Regions from separate parts of the Mus musculus genome. Here region 2 is linked to region 1. The links are chromatin contacts, called in public Hi-C maps. All regions are on one chromosome and are shown on one strand. Each heading gives the region's core, a stretch centred on a gene start, on an enhancer-like site or on the middle of the called end of the contact. The rest is flanking DNA. Distances are from core to core; before and after follow the strand shown.

Evidence for each region. Hi-C and Micro-C count contacts between places; a contact is called where the count stands out from the background.
Region 2: a contact with region 1 is called in a Hi-C map of the G1E-ER4 cell line, with 2.2 times the contacts expected there. The contact joins two enhancer-like sites. A contact is called at or near these places in 1 of 15 datasets of contacts at CTCF or cohesin (large pre-B cells), 10 of 484 Hi-C or Micro-C datasets (B cells, the G1E-ER4 cell line, bone marrow-derived macrophages and 4 more), 1 of 115 datasets of contacts at active chromatin or transcription factors (embryonic stem cells) and 4 of 9 other capture datasets (adipose tissue, embryonic trunk, liver and 1 more).

Annotation. Positions count from the first base shown.
Region 1 is chr2:71,268,849-71,271,548 of GRCm38.p6, forward strand. No RefSeq gene overlaps it. Among named protein-coding and RNA genes, the nearest start is that of Dync1i2, 58 kb to the left of the region's middle. Within about 2 kb of position 1,418, at least 8 of the 459 cell types and tissues checked have an H3K27ac peak or open chromatin away from gene starts, as enhancers often do. A contact at or near this core is called in the G1E-ER4 cell line, where this site is marked.
Region 2 is chr2:71,423,447-71,426,146 of GRCm38.p6, forward strand. All of the region lies in intron 8 of Hat1 (histone aminotransferase 1), which reads left to right. Among named protein-coding and RNA genes, the nearest start is that of Metap1d, 29 kb to the right of the region's middle. Within about 2 kb of position 1,280, at least 4 of the 459 cell types and tissues checked have an H3K27ac peak or open chromatin away from gene starts, as enhancers often do. A contact at or near this core is called in the G1E-ER4 cell line, where this site is marked.

The DNA.
Region 1 (2,700 bases), core at 168-2,667:
CTCACAGTGGGCCGGACCCTCCTACAGTAACTAGCATGAAAGAGACTATCTTCACAAACATGTCTCCAGGCCACTCCAAGAGAGGAAGTTCTTCTGCTGAGGCTCCCTCCCAAGTATGTCATGTTGATAGGTGAAGCTATGATAAAATTGGCAAAAATCTTGCTACCGTGACCAGGCCTTTATTAATGGGTTCCATTCCATCAGTGTCTGACTGTAAGTCACGAATTTGTCAGTACACGAAAGGTCGATAGATCTGGAGGACTGCATTTTCCGGAGGCAAAACTTTCTTTGTTTTATTTTGGGATGGGAAGCTAGAATTCTGTTGCCTGTGCTGTGCTTCAAGTCTTGATACTTGTTGCCTGAGCATCCTGAGCAGTTGGAATTACAGGCACATTGCCACGACTTCCTCACATAAGCCTGTCTGCATGAACCTGTTTAAAAGGCCATAAAGCAGGCATTCTCAACCTTCCTAATGCTGCAGCCCATTAATAAAAATGTTTGCCATGCTATGGTGACCCCCAGCCATAAAATTGTTTTTGTTGCTACTTCCTAACTGTAATTTTGCTACTGTTATGAATCACAGTGTAAGTATCTGTTTTCTGATGGTCTTAGGTGACTCCTGTGAAAGGGTCATCCAGCCCCCAAAGGGGTCACAACCCACAGGCTGAGAACCACTGCTGTAGCGTCTCTGTATGAGGGTGATAAGGACCAGGGTGGTGAAGCATGCCTGTACTCCCAGTGTTTAGAAGTTGAAGCTGAAGCAGGAGGATTGCTGCTATAGAAACATTTGGACAGTCTCTTGAGTCAAAAGGCACAAATATAATATCAGGAGCAAGAAGAAATGTCATAGACATTGATCAATATTTCCTAAATCTAAGTTAATTTTTATTTTGAATCATAATCCAAGAACTGAAGTCCTCGAAATCTGAAGAATTGATGGAACAAGGAAAAATACTAGAGACTTCCAGAAACTGTCAAGCACTGAATGAGAAGAAGAAAAAGACAAGAGATCATATTTAAAAGAGAGTCATATTTAAAAAAGATATCATATAAGAGTCATACTTAAAACACAGAGAAAAATCAGGATACAATTAACAATTGGCTTAGTATTTAAAACAGTATCAGAAACAGGACTACATTCCAAATGTTTTCAGAAAAAGCCTGTCTACCAAGAGTTTTATATCTAGCAAAGTCATCTTCCAAAACCCAAGAGGAAATTGCATGGCAGAATAATGACTGGAAATATACATTGGTAGCCATCCTGCTTTTCAATTGCTAAAGGAAATGCTGTCTGAAAAATGGCATAGAGGGGCTCATAGTCACGAGAGAGGACGACGGGAAAACCTGAGGGGAAGACTAAAGACTCAGTGCATGTTTTCTTCAGTAGATGTAAAATATAACTTCAAGGCACAGTGATGTGAAGGGTGGAGTCATGACTACAGATAAGCACAGAGCACGGGAATGGGGGTGGGGACAACTGTCTTAGAAGAATGACTTTTATTTTACTGAAATATATCTCACTGGAAATAGAAGATTGTTATAAATTAATGTATTTATTATAAGCTCTAATCATTAAGGAGATAACTTGAAAACTCAAAGTTTAAATGATATACCATAAAATATATATTTTACAAAAAGTTCATAAAGGAAGAGAGGGTAGTGTGTCTGCAGCTCAGGGGCAGAATGTTCCCTTAGTTTGTCAAGTCCCTGGGTTCAATACTCAGCACTAAAAGGAGGAGGAGGGAGGAAAGAAGGAGAAGAAAATAAAGGAAAGAGAGGAAGGGAGGGAGAGAGGAGAGGGAAGGAAAGAAAAGGAGGAAAGGCAGATGTGGGAAACAAAACCATTGACTGCAAGGCTGAAAGATGAGACCAGGATTGGTACACTAATGCGAGTTGTATCTTGAGCATGATGGCACAGTTCTGGGCAAGGTGGCATCCACTTAACAATTCCCAGAAATTAAGTCAAGAAGAGTGAGAGCTCTGGCCAGCCCAGGTTAACCAGTGAGACCCTGTCTCAAACACTAAGGGCTAGGAATGTGACTGAATGCAGAAGGGCTTGCCTACCATGCACAGATATTGTAGTGAACCCCTAACACTGCATGCACATGCATGTGCACACACACAAATGCACATGCACACACAGAGAGATTATCTATAGTATTCAAATGCATGAGTTTCCTAAAAGCACATATAACAAGAGATGTACACGACTCCTTTGGTGAGCACAAACTTTTATTAAGACATGAAAAATATTTAAGTAGAGATATAGTATGTTCCTGGATCAGAAGCCCCCATCATGACACAGATTCTTCCAAAGCAGCTTATAGATTCATTACTGTTTAAATTATCAGTGCTTTTAAAACGGTTTTGATAAGCTGATAAAATATACATAGAAGAGCGAAGAACCAGGAAGAATCATAGCTCTCAAACAACAGGAGAGACGAGTACCACACTGTGTATCAGGAGCGTGCATTGTACTGGATACAGAAATGAACAGAGTAGGGCGAGAACCTGCATCTAAGACAGGAGAGCCCTACAGCAAGGAGCCCAGAGACAGTGAAGCCCAGGCTGATTCTTAGTGAACAACAACGATGATGCTCCAGAGCCGCTGGGAAAGGACAGGCGTTCAATAAACAGTGCTGGCAAGCCTGGCTGCCAATCAGAGAAACAAAGGTCTGCCCCACATTGCCAGAGACACGA
Region 2 (2,700 bases), core at 30-2,529, 150 kb after region 1:
CATGATACTAAAATTTCAGATTTCTTAAGCATTTTAGATTTAAATTAAGGATTCCAAGTGATAAGTATATAAAAATACTCCAAAACAACATTAATGAAATAAGCCTCGAAAATTTGAAACATTTTTGGTCCTACCCATTTCAGCTAAAGCTGCTCACTCTGTACAAGATACATCCAAGTTAGATATTAAGATTTATTTTACAAAGGCTTGACTGTGGAGCTGGGGTGCTGTAGAGTTCAACGGTATAATGCACTTGGCTAAGATGCATGCGGAGGCCTGGATGATCTGATCCCCGATGTCTCAAAATAAGTAAAGAAAAGAATTTGAATATCTATTTTGGATTATTTGAGCTGATTGCTTTATTACCCAGACTGTCCTGCAGCTTATCATGTAAGCTAGGTGGGCCTTGAATTTGAGAGCCTCCTACCTCAGCCTCAAGTGCTGAGATTCAAAACACTTGTACCATCACAGCTGGCTTAGATGTAGTTTGTTTCTAAAATTAATATTTAATATGTACTAAACTTGATTTGTTTTAAAAATGATCTTTTTTAGAATTTTATCAAATTATTTAAAGAAATGACCACAAAACGTTACTGACAATGGGATGACAAGCTTGTAAAATACACTGATGAGCAGATTTTCTTTTTCGTATAGTATGCTGATTTTATTTGCCCAAGAAGAAAAAAAAATAGAGCTTCCAGAATAGTGAATTGTCTTTTATTAAGAACTACTTACCAGCTGGGAGGTAGTGACATACACCTTTAATCCCAACACTCTGAAGTCAGAGCCAGGTGGATCTCTGTGTTTGAGGTCAGCCTGGTCTACAAAGTGAGTTCCAAGACAGCCAAGGCCACACAGAGAAACCCTGTCTTGAAAAGCCAAAAAAAAAAAAAAGACATGTCTTTCCGCCACTATGGTGTAGAGAATTCTGCTTTGCATGAGAAGTAGTGCATGGGTGCCATTTAAATGCTTTAATACGCTAGAGGAAAAGCATGTTGGGGTTTTGGGTTTTGCTTGTGCTGTGCTGAGAATCATACCTGGGGCCTTGGGCATGCTAGGCAAACATTCTACCACTGAGCTGTTTTAGTAAGGAAAGGGAATCCCACTTTTATAGTGTTGAATTACCTTTCTCTCTGACTCACTGCTGTTAAAACGGGTTGAAACTTAAGAGATAAGGCGTTACTCACTTACTTTCTATCAGCAGTTGGTTGAAAATAGACAGACACTTTCACTACTTTTTGTGACCTGTATGCTTATCAAGACAACACAGTCAGCTACATCACTGCTTTGAGCTGAGCCAAAGTTGCCAGCCTCTGTTCACTGACGGCTTGGGCTTGGTGCTATGTGAGGGGACATTTTTGGTGGTTTTAATCTGGAGTTCACGTAAGTAGTCTTTGTCTGCTGTAGTGGGTAATGTGCCAGCAGGGTTGTTTCTCTGAAGCCTCTTAACTACTTCTTTCTGTCTATTCTAGCCAATAAAGTCCTTGATACTTAGCACCAATTAGCAGATAAAGAATTTTCTTTCTTAAATCTCAGTGAAGAGTCATTAATAATAGTACCCTTTATTCATTGCTATGATTCATTAGAAACTGAAGTCTTGAAAGAGAAAAGGCTAAACATGCTAAAAGGACGTCTGAATTTGACAACTGAGGATCGACCTTTATTTTCAGCATTCACGTTTCTTGGCATAGCAAAATGCTAAAAATGCTTCATTAGCTGCTCTCATTAATATATTTCTCTTAGCTTTCATACCCAGTCTTTAAAAGCATTTAAAAAAAGAAAAATCTTACTGGATTTTGTACTTTTAGTTTTTTGGTTGTCTATTTCTCCATTATTTTATATGTATCAACCTAATGGCTCTTCTGCAAGCTTTGGGTCTCCTTTTGAAATCATGGCTGTTAAAATTGAGGTGGCCTTTGCTTCCTTACATACAGGCAGAAATAATTATAGTTAATACTTCATCGGTAGCTTAGGTTCTAATCTCAGTGGGTACATGTTTGGTATTAAACTTCAATCCATTTCCTTTTTTTTTTTTTAAGCTTAAGATTTATTGACAGACAGTGCCTTATTATATGTACTTTTCTTCTTGAGCCTGTCAGATTCTAGACATATAACATTTGAATACTTCTCAGAACATAGAGTCAACAATTTTGTTTCATTGTACAGTAGAAATTGATTCTGGCTAGAATATACATATATATATCAGCATTATTAATTAATCTACCAATAGTATATTAACAACTAATATATTTGTCCTTTAAAGCCCCTTGTTCTGAAATCATGTTATATAGATTTTTAAAAATATTGTTAATTTTTATATACTTAGTTGGTTTGAATTATCTCATCTTTTTCTTTAAAATATTTTTAATAATGTATCTAATTATACAGAGACTTTTAAATAAACATGATAGAATACTTAATGCTATAAGCTGACCTTACATATATCTATAGATTTATATACAAGCAATTTTGTTTGTTTGTTTGTTTTTGTTTTTTGAGACAGGGTTTCTCTGTGTAGCCCTGGCTGTCCTGGAACTCACTCTGTAGACCAGGCTGGCCTCAAACTCAGAAATCCGCCTGCCTCTGTCTCCCAAGTGCTGGGATTAAAGGGGTGCGCCACCACCGCCCGGCTTATATTCAAGCAAATTTTATCTTCAAATATGTTGTGTGTGTATCTGTTCTGCGTATGTATGCTATATA